Linked DNA regions of Mus musculus: region 1 is linked to region 2. Evidence: chromatin contacts called from public HiChIP or PLAC-seq data. All regions are on one chromosome and are shown on one strand. The core of a region is the stretch at or near the end of the contact, and the rest is flanking DNA. Distances in the headings are between cores, read along the strand shown.

Region 1 (5,430 bases), core at 619-3,118, 190 kb after region 2:
GTCTCTAAAAGCCGAGAGGCAGATGTCTAGGTAACAGCAGAGCCAGGAGATTGTTTATTTTAATAAAGCTATTCTATGTACGGCCTCAAATTAGGAGTGGCACCGAGACCAGGGAATGTCTAAACCATCACCACCTGTTTGCCCTGAAAAATCAATTAAAGCCACATTTTCATAGCAGCCACCTTCTAACCAATAAAATGTAGACAGCTCCGCCATCCCATTCCCGTGTTTCTCAGAGGGAACATGCTGGAAACCTACATCCTTAGTCTCACCTTACCTCCCAGCTCACATCTATGTGAACTAACCACTGTAAGAGCAGTCCTGGGTTGGGGGAGGGGGGGGAAGGGTCTCTGTATTGGGACTGCAGGGGAGAGAGGAAGGTGCTTGAGAAGCGGAGGAAGGGATGTCAGAGCCCATCAGCTTTATATCAAGAAACCTTCCTCTTCCGAGTGAACTACATCATTTCTTCAAAGAGTTTTATTCTCCCCCCCCCCAACATGCACACACCCACTTCAAAACAGAATTCTGCGCTGCATTTTCTGAGCAATAGAAGAGCTCCAACTTTGGAAGTTGAAAGCAAGGGCAGAAAAGCCATCACAAGTGTTTTAGTAATTAAACGAATATGCATAATGAACCATATGCCCAAAGGGCCTGTTCTTCATGTGGGCCAGATTTTTGTTTGAATTTTTAATTTTTATATACAGATGAAACATTCAGCGCAATCTACCAACGGTGTGAGATAACACGCAGAAAGAAAAAAAAAATGTGTGAGAAGAAGTCCTCGGTGTAGAAGCAGGGGCCAGGGATCCTCGAGAAGCACCCCCTCTGCAGATTCTCATTCAAATGTGTTTTTCTCCCTCCAGCGATTGTTCTCATCGTCTGCTTAGCGTCTTGAAGACACACATATAACGCACACACTGACAGCTTTATATGGGACAAGTAAAATACCGTGTTGTCGGCTAAGAAGTGTGAAAAATCCCAAGGGACAAACAAGGATTTCTTTTTAAAAAAATGTTCCTCCACACCCATCACTCAGGACCATCGTGAATCATGGGGAATCCTCCCAGGTCTCTTTCACACACCACATAAACATTATACTGTGGGCTCCAGGCCACATACGCAATCTGTATTCACGGTTAGGATGGATCTAAGATGGATCCGTACCTCTCAGTGATGCAATGGTGTCTAGTGGGGAGAGAACATCCAGAGAGGGGTGCATACCTGCCCTCCCCACTCCTATAGCCATGCTAATTACAAATGTAACAGATGCGATGTACTCTGCCAAACACACAGATAACCAGGATTCCCTACAACACCATGTGAATGAGTTTGTCAAGCCTTCATTTTAGGTTTGTTTGTTTGTTTGTTTGTTTTTGTATCATTCTGGAAAGAGCATATTGTTTCATGGGCTCCTATATAAAACTTAGTAAATGCACTCCAAAGCTGGGAAGGGGGGCTTTGTAGAAATGTGCTTATATGTTATTGAAGTTTGCAATGAAAGCCTATCAAGCCCTCTTTGTAGATAGGTCTTGTAAACATTTTAGAACATGTGTTTCTGTGTGTGTCCCTGTGTGTGCATGTGTGCATGTGCAAAAGAGTATAAGTATTATGAGAGTGCATTTCTATGCATGTGTGTATTTGAGGATGTGAGTGTGTCTGTGTATAGGTATGAGTGTGTGTGTGTGTGTGTGTGTGTGTGTGTGTGTGTGTGTGTGTTGGTAAAGGAGGAAATTCAGAGATGGTAAAACTCACATGTTTAACTCACCTACTGATCTAACCCTAATATATAAAATGCCACACAGCATCCCAGCACTGAGATGAGATGATGAAAGCCTTGGGCCAAAAATCAATGCAGACCTTTGGACTCTTTTTTTGTGCCCCATGGGACACAGTGGTGCTGTCCTTACAGGGTGCACTCCAGGGTATTTAAAGAGCAAGTGGGAACTGTGTTGAAATTATCATCTCTGGTTACTTTCAACCCTCATTAGGGATGTGTGCCTTCCAGACTAGTGAGGATACTTGATCTAGTGGTCTAGGTGGGAAGACAGAATACATTTCAACTGTAGCAGAAGACAAAAAAACTGCCAAGTTGAGTCACCTCTCCTGACTGCTTAAATCCTTTAAGGAAGTGTGTGAGCAATTAGAGAGGGAGTGTAATCTTTACGGAGTGCATTAACACTCCCCGACCTCCCAGACAATAGATCAGACCACAGACACATAATGCTTCCCTAAGGCTTTTTAGCCAGTGTATTTGATCTCTTAGTCATTCGGGGGCCCTGATACTATAGGTAGCATCCACCTCCAAGGCATTCTTTATGGGCACCTGTGTCTACTGCAGAGGCTGGACTTCAATCAAGCAGAAAGCTGGATTGCCACCACAATCTGTAGCAAAATCTGCACCCCATCTTTTCCTAAGCTAGGAAGCTGGGTCTGTAAAGTAAGTGAGTTACATTAAGATATGCATAGGTCATTTGATGGTCATGGGACAGAGATGGGGGTATCCCCCACAAAACATGCCAGGCCTTTGCTCTTAAAATTAACTTCAAAATAGATCTCTTGAAGAAATCCACATGTGAGTGTTGAACAGTTATATGCAAAAGAAAGAGGGGGATCAAATACAGTCCTTACACTGCAGGCTTTTAAATCTCCTTCTGTCCTGCAGGCTTCTCTGCAGGACAACTGGCCAAGCAGTAACCTATTTCCGGATGAACACATCCTCTCTGACTGTTAATCTCACATAAACATTTTCGAGAACTGCTTACCACGATATATTTTTAATGGATTAGATTCTGGTCAGCCGCTAACAGAGCCGAGAACTGAATATTCTTCATATGAAGGCTGCAAAATAGGTTTTCAGGGGGTCAGACTTGCCTTCTACTGGTCTCCCTCATGAGTTATTGAAAGAGCAATTGAAGCAAAATATAAGAAGTCCAGTTTTTCTCTTCTCTCTTCTCTCTTTCTCCCTCCCTCCCTCCCTCCTTCTTCCCTCCCTCTCTCCCTCTCCTTTTCTCCCTGTTTTCTATTACAAGATGGTCTGGATCTAAGGGAACAGTAGACAGACCTTATTGGAATTTGAACTTTATCATATGGCTTAGCAGACAGTTCACTAGAAAGACTATGACAGAAATTCAGACAATTTCCCCAGGACCGTCACAGTTGTCCACCGATGACACTCAACTTCTAAAGCCTCAAGCACTTAAACCAAAATAATTACATTTCCTTAGAATCACGGCAGTTCCCTTAGAAAATGTGCACTGCAAGGCTTTTTTTAAAAAATGAGGCTAAAAGAAAATAGGAGAACCGGAATTAGCTGTGTGTTTAAGCGAATCACTTTAGAGTCAGTGTGTTCAAGCTGAAACCTAAAAAAATTGCAAATGAATACATGTCCTTACAAAAATTGCAATTTAAGAACTTTTGAACCTTAAGTAGCATTAGAGAAAGAAATCTCAACTCTTTAAGTCATTAACTTTGCCTTTAAAGTTCCTAATGTACAAAAAGAAACAATGAAATGAACAAAAATGTTATTATATCTGCTATGCATTTTCTAATTGAGGACAATTGTTTAATGCTGTATTTTTAGCTTTGGATAAGATCTTTTTAAAAAATCCATGATTCTGAGCACATTAAACCTAACCTTAAGTCGCCAAGAAAGAAAAGGCCTTTTGCTGCCACTGGGTATAATATTATAATTTGAATGTGTGTGTCTTTGTATATATATATACACACAGTTACAGACCCAGAAAAATTTCCAAGCAACCAATAGTCTGTAACTTTACTTACAAGTTATGTAAAAATAAAACACAATACCAATGTGGGAGGTATCTAATTGACACAGGAGATCTGGTCTAACCTGACAATAATCTAGATTTTATCCCTTCTTCATGGAGATAAACAGGCTATATAATGTGAGAGAAAATGATTACAAAAACGGAGCAGAAAATTACACAACATGGAAATTAAATTTTTTAAATGGATGTAATAATTTCTGTTTACAGATTATTGTATCAAATTAAAAATAAATTGCTGGAATTAAAATCCCCACGTAGTCAACAGAAAAGTACCTTGGGAGTTTCCTCATTTGTAGGTTTGTGTCGCCACCTGCAGGACTCTAGGCAATACAGACAAGCATCAAGCTATTGGTTCATTCTTTATTTTATTTTATTTTATTTCATTTCCCATTTCCTCCAACCTGTCTCTTTCTGTGTTTATGTGGAGGGGGGTTGTAGTTAAATGGCCATAAATAAACAGAGTTCTTTGGTAGCACATACATTTTTGAAAATGTTTTTAAAACCACAATAAAACGCAAAGTTAAACATCCTAGCGAAGACTTGGTGACCGAGAGCTTCAGCAGCTACTTTTTTTTTTCTCTTATTTTTTTTATTACGTATTTTCCTCAATTACATTTCCAATGCTATCCCAAAAGTCTCCCACACCAACAGAACATACACTTTATCCTCCCAGCTTGCAAAATAGAATAGGGGGTGGTGCACAGCATATAGACTTTTCCTTACAAAGAGAGACTATATTCGCTTCCCAGAAAAACAGCTCTTGTTTGGGGATAGTTTACAAAATATTTTTGAGTACTGTGCCTAGATCCATCCAGGGCAATATTGCTATTAACGAACACAGATTTAGTGTTCTGCTGCTTTCAAAATAGAAAACATTTTAAAATATTTTTCAAAAATCACTATTGTAGATCAATGAAAGAAGAGCAGGTTTTTTAAGGCCAATCCCTTTGAAACACAAGGATCCAGGCTATTGTATTGATTGCCATCATCCTCGCCATCTTCATCACTACACTCACATCATGGTAGAGATCCACTTGCCTTACTCACCAGGGGCTCAGCCAGATGCACATAAGCCACGGTTCAGATTTATGTTCCTAGGAGCTTTGTCTTTCAGAGGAGCAACTCCACTGACTGACAAACTTGTTACCAATAGGATGTTTGCGGGGGAAATGTTATGCTGTCAAAAACTGCGGAATCTGCGGCCGCTGTGTAGATGCAATTCATCCCCAGGAACGAAAACCATAATAGCAAAGCGAAGGCCAATAAAAGTCACACTTTGTAAAAATGGTGTAGGGCTGAAGTTTCAGGGGTTGGGGAGTAAACAGCAATGCTGTCTCTGGAACGTCTAAGGGAGGCCTCGTTGTGACCCCTCTGTGCAACACAAGCATCCCTCCAGCTTTCCTGTTCTGCAGCTCCATATGTTTTTTCCAGATGCAAACAGCAGCCCTGGGTGTCTCATTCAGTCCTGGCTGTGTCAGGATGTGTCCACCTTGTTTTCTGTTTCTTTCTCCCTTTATTTCTTTGACAAGAATGAACCCTTCATGACACTTAGCAAAGACAGAAATTTTAAGAAAATTAGGTTGAAATAGAAAACTCATTCCAAAGGGGCATGGGACAGAAAATATGAACTGCAGTGGTTTGA
Region 2 (4,799 bases), core at 181-2,680:
ATCTGGCTCCTCTTCTTGATAATGTAGGAGGAGCTTTGACACATTAGTTTCAACTCTGTGCTGAATCCCATTGGGCTGGGACTTCTTCATGGTAAGGCTCAGAAGCAGACTTATTCTCCATAGTTTCTAGACTTATTTGAGTTCAAGGAAGATTAAGGAGGAAAGGAGAAAGATGGAAGAGAATCAGAGATATAGCTGATATTGATAAAGCTCCTAAAATACTATGTACTGGGTATTCTACATGTGGTGTGTGTGTGTGTGTGTGTGTGTGTGTGTGTGTGTGTGTGTGTGTGTGTGTTGCATTTGTGTATGTGCAGGTTTGTGGGTATGAGGTCGCATGCATGCCTAATAGAGGATGTGAAGGTTAGAGAGCAATAACCAAAGTTGGCCCTTGCCTCTCTACCTGCTTTGAGAGAGGGTCTCTTTATTTCCAATGTGAGTGACAGGTATTCTACCTACATTACCTTTTTTAAATCAGCACAAAATTATTGTTATTATCCCCCTCTTTTCTGCCAGAAGAAAATGAGTCCTATATGCAACACTACTAGAGAATGTTGAGATTACAATTTATGTTCAAGTTCATAGAATGGCAAAGTCCATTTTATTTGGGACTCCACTGAGCTGCCCAATCAAACCAGAACCTCTGGGTGACATCAAATAGTGCTGTGTTCATGTGTGATGTCCTGGTAGTGCAGCAGACAGGATGGCAAGCCTGTCACTCTTAAATTTTCATCTCTATTCGGGAACAGTCTGGCTGGCTGCCTCATTCTTCTAATTCAAAGGATAAATTTCTCCCAAAGTGCACAAAACCCCACAGCACAGTTTCACCAACACACACACACACACACACACACACACACACACACACACACACACACACTTCCCCACTCTATGCTAGTCCAGTTAAATATACTATTGGCACTTTCTTAATAACTGTGGTCTCCAGAGAAAACCATGTGAAATGTATCAGTTTCTATCTACAACTGACAAAGGCAGGAGGAAAAAAGCCGTGGGAGGCTGTTATCCCAGCGGCCTGCCACCCGCCCTTTCCTGGCCAGCGTTCCTTTCCTGGATAGTTCCGGCTTAAGAAATGTTATTCACTCTGCTCCTCCCTCTCCCCCACCACCACGCCCCCATCTCAGCTTGATACTTGAAGCCTCAAAGTCTAGAGGAAGAAGGAAGAGAAGAGGGAGGGATAGGGGATAGGAGGGCATCACTGATAAGAACAAAGACCCGTTGAACTCCGGAAGCTTGTGGAGCATGCTGGCCAGAGGCACAGGCTTCCAGCAACATGAAAAGATGAGTTAGGAGGAGGAGGATTCCGGGAACTTCCTCTCCTTGTGGCGTGGCCAGGTCATAATGGTGCTGTGATTACACTGCCAAGGCTCATTAAAACAATAAACAAACCACAAAGGCAGTTACTAAGAGCCCTCCTCTCCTACTTACTTGCTGAAAGGGAAGAGGAGTGGAGCCCTGTTTGCTGCCATTTACCAGACCAGCTCCTGTAATCTGGTAATACTGAGAATGATTTAAAAATTAAAAAAAAGGGGGGGGGGAGCAGAAAGCCCGTACATTCTGCTGTATTTTGCAGGATGATTGGGAAGGAAGGAGGGAAGGCAGCTAAGTATTCAAGGAAAAGTATTGTAGGTGGATCTTTCTGGATAATGAGAAGATCTTGAGTTGAACATAAAGTCTACACTCAGAGTACAATTTTCTTTGGGCTCTATAAAAAAGCCCTAAGGTATGCTACCATGAATGAATGACTGGCAACAGTTTCCAAATGTGTTCCTGGGTGGTACATGCATCTGAATTAGTGAAGGAGGGGAGATGGAGAGCTGAAGACAACCAATTGGCATGTCAACATTTCCCATTTCTCTGGCACCTTTCTTCATCATCTCAAATCTCAAACAGCTTTGTTTTAAGACAGAACCAAATAACTCTATAATTTCAACAATGAAACCTAGGGGGATTTGAACCTAAACAGTCTATTTCTCAAATATAGTCTGACTAAGCTATAGGTCAGTCCACCTTCCTTTTCAAGTATCATGTAAATATATCACAAAAACAAGAACAAACAACAAGACCTTCAAACTGGAAATCCCCAGTTGTTCCTAATTCAGAATCAGCCCACATCCAAAGGTTCGAACTTGTGCTTAATGACACACCCGCCATGAAGTTCTGGCCCCCTCATCTTTCTGGTCTTTGCCCTACCTGTCTCAAACGTTAACCATCATGTACCCAGTGGTCTTCTCATTATGCTCTGAACAAGAGTGTGGAGAGGAACAAAAGGGCACCTTCACCTCAAGCCCTCTTGTAAGTGATGTTTCAGTTCAAGACTTATGAAAGCATATTTGAGGATAAGAGGCTTTGTTCGAGAATGATCCCTGTTTTAACACTTATTAGCAAGAAAATATCAACGAATATAAATATCGAAGGAAGAAAGAATGAAAGAAAGAGAGGAAGGAAGGAAGGAAGGAGGAAGGAAGGGAGGAAGGAAAGAAAGAAGGAAGGAAAGAAGGAAGGAAGGAAGGAAAGGAAGGAAGGAAGGAAGGAAGGAAGGAAGGAAGGAAGGAAGGAAGGAAGGAAGGAAGGATCTTAGGCAGAAAGAAAGCTGGATGAAGTAAAACTGGTAAGAAAACTGTCATTAACTTCTTGCAAGAGTTAAGGAAGATGAAATCTAAAGGAGTCAGCAGACCAGGTAATGTAAAATGAAAGTAAAAAATGTGGCCATCGAAATTATGACCTCTAGTTGTCAAAATCTTTTAGTCCCACAAAGGCCTGGGTCACTTGAGTTGACAGCAATCTTCTTCTGTCTGGACTCTTTCCTATCCTATACCTGTACCCGTGGAAGAGATTTCTCACATACAGCTTTTCTGTGTGATGGCTTTAGTACAGGAATAGAAATTTCTGATGCCAACCTATGTGCGGCTGAAGAGGACTCCACGCACTCCGTAGATGCTGCTTCCTACAATATCTCTGTAAATTGTTTGTTGGCTGTTGTTGTCTTCACGTCACAGACTGAGACACTGAGATACAAATAGACAAAGGAAGTGTTGAATGGTCAGACAACTATTTAAGCATAGCATAGCAATGGGGTCCAGAGACAGTAAGAGAGGCTCTGGGACTCTCTGCTTGTAATAATTACATGGTGCCCCATCTCTTCTTATATCTTATCACAGTGAGAGTGAATGAGTCCTTATTTTTTTTTATATATATCAGCAGTTCCACTGTCTAACCCTGGCCCTAGTTCATTGCAATAGAAAGGAAATTCAGCTTACTGTCAACACATTGGTTTCAAAGTCCGCTTAGTCACTGTGGAGCAGCGCAACATTCAGTAAGTCATTTAATATTTCAAAACCTCTGTTTCCCAGCCAAAAAAATTGACAAAATTCTGAAAAGATTATGGCAATAATGCATCCCAAATGCCAAGCATCCAATGTGTGGTCGGTACTTAACTAACATGCTTTATTAATGCAGAGTGAAAACTGTAGGTAGCAGACATCAGATTTTATTGTGTATATACATATTGTCTTGATGCCTTGCAACTGAAGATCAGAAAGAAATCCAGATGCTTCCTTAGTTGTGGTCTGAATAAGCAAACACATAAATAATGCCTATGTAATATAAATAACTCGTTCCAAAAGAGCATGGAAAAAAAAGCCTATTTGGCTCTGCGTGTACCTAAAAACCTTCTAAGTAGAATAGCACATGTCCTTTGATGTTGTGGTGACATTTAAAGTCTCCTTTAATATAACAAGTGATCTCTACATCCCTGAGGCTGCCCTAGTTCAAGGCCAGGGTGCAGTGTGAGGCTGACTGGAAGGTACACAGCACCACCTACTGAACTGGGATTTCCCACGTTTCAGATAAAGGTCGAACATGAGCTGTGTCAAGGCCGAGCCAAGACATTCATGTCCAAGTTTAAACAGATCTTAAGTGAAAGGGACAGGATCTTGAGCAAGACAATATCTCCAGGAAGGGAAGGGTTCCTTTTGCTTACAGTGCCTCTTTCTCTGTCACATATGAGCCATTGTTGGCATGTCCCACCGGAGGCAGGCAGCCCAGTGGCTCTTGTAGTAGTATCTTTGGTTAGGCACAGAACTGCAATTTCCTAGGGCTTGTTCTCCACGTAATTCAGCTGCATCTCACAGAGAAGGAACTTTCCTACAAACGCTGGTAGAGGACACAGGGTTCTTTGAAGTGTGTGGGCATTTGATCCACAAAACAGGTATCAGGATGCCCCAAAAGAGGGGATCAGTCATCAGAGTCTTCGCTTGTCTTCTCAACAAGCCACAAGCAAATGCTTTTGACCTATGGCTGAGTTTACCTATTTTCCTCTCTAGTAGCTGGGTGTCAGTTGAGGGGAAGGGTAGAAGAATACAATGTCTGCCTTGCAGTACTTGGCACTACTGATAGTTAAAATGTGAACTAGGTCATGGTGTACAGTGCAAGTATTGTGACCATTTGGGAGGTGAATATAATAATGTATTGGCCAAGCGGCTTGTAAGTGGAAGGTGGATTCTTCAGTGCCCAGGCCTGCTAATACCATATGAATCCCCTTCCTTGACCACCCTGACATCTTCCCTTTAACAAACCTGCCTCCACCATCCATCTCTTAAAACTCTGCTGTTGATGTTGTATGAGGCTGAGGACCCCAGAGAGCACAGCTTTAAAGCAGGGAAAAGCCCTGACTTGCTCTGCCTAGGAAGGCTTAGCACATAGCAGGGGTCTCCAAAAACACAAAGTCTTGCAATCTTTGCACCTACTACTTGTTCCCTTTTTAATGCAAAAGTGATGTC

What was found. HiChIP or PLAC-seq counts read pairs in DNA pulled down with a chosen protein or histone mark.
Region 1: a contact with region 2 is called in an HNF4G HiChIP or PLAC-seq map of pancreatic cancer cells. The contact joins the enhancer-like site here to the promoter of 1700011C11Rik in region 2. A contact is called at or near these places in 15 of 484 Hi-C or Micro-C datasets (adipose-derived mesenchymal stem cells, embryonic stem cells, gonadal supporting cells and 5 more) and 3 of 115 datasets of contacts at active chromatin or transcription factors (embryonic limb bud, embryonic stem cells and pancreatic cancer cells).

The regions. Positions count from the first base shown.
Region 1 is chr7:72,145,178-72,150,607 of GRCm38.p6, forward strand. The region is part of intron 17 of Mctp2 (multiple C2 domains, transmembrane 2); the gene reads right to left. Among named protein-coding and RNA genes, the nearest start is that of Gm36696, 37 kb to the left of the region's middle. Within about 2 kb of position 1,869, at least 7 of the 459 cell types and tissues checked have an H3K27ac peak or open chromatin away from gene starts, as enhancers often do. A contact at or near this core is called in pancreatic cancer cells, where this site is marked.
Region 2 is chr7:71,959,745-71,964,543 of GRCm38.p6, forward strand. It overlaps 1700011C11Rik (RIKEN cDNA 1700011C11 gene), which reads left to right and starts at 1,431. Exons shown (of 3, transcript NR_126462.1): 1 at 1,431-1,512. Gm36633 (predicted gene, 36633) reads right to left here and starts at 2,274. Exons shown (of 5, transcript NR_126483.1): 1 at 2,212-2,274.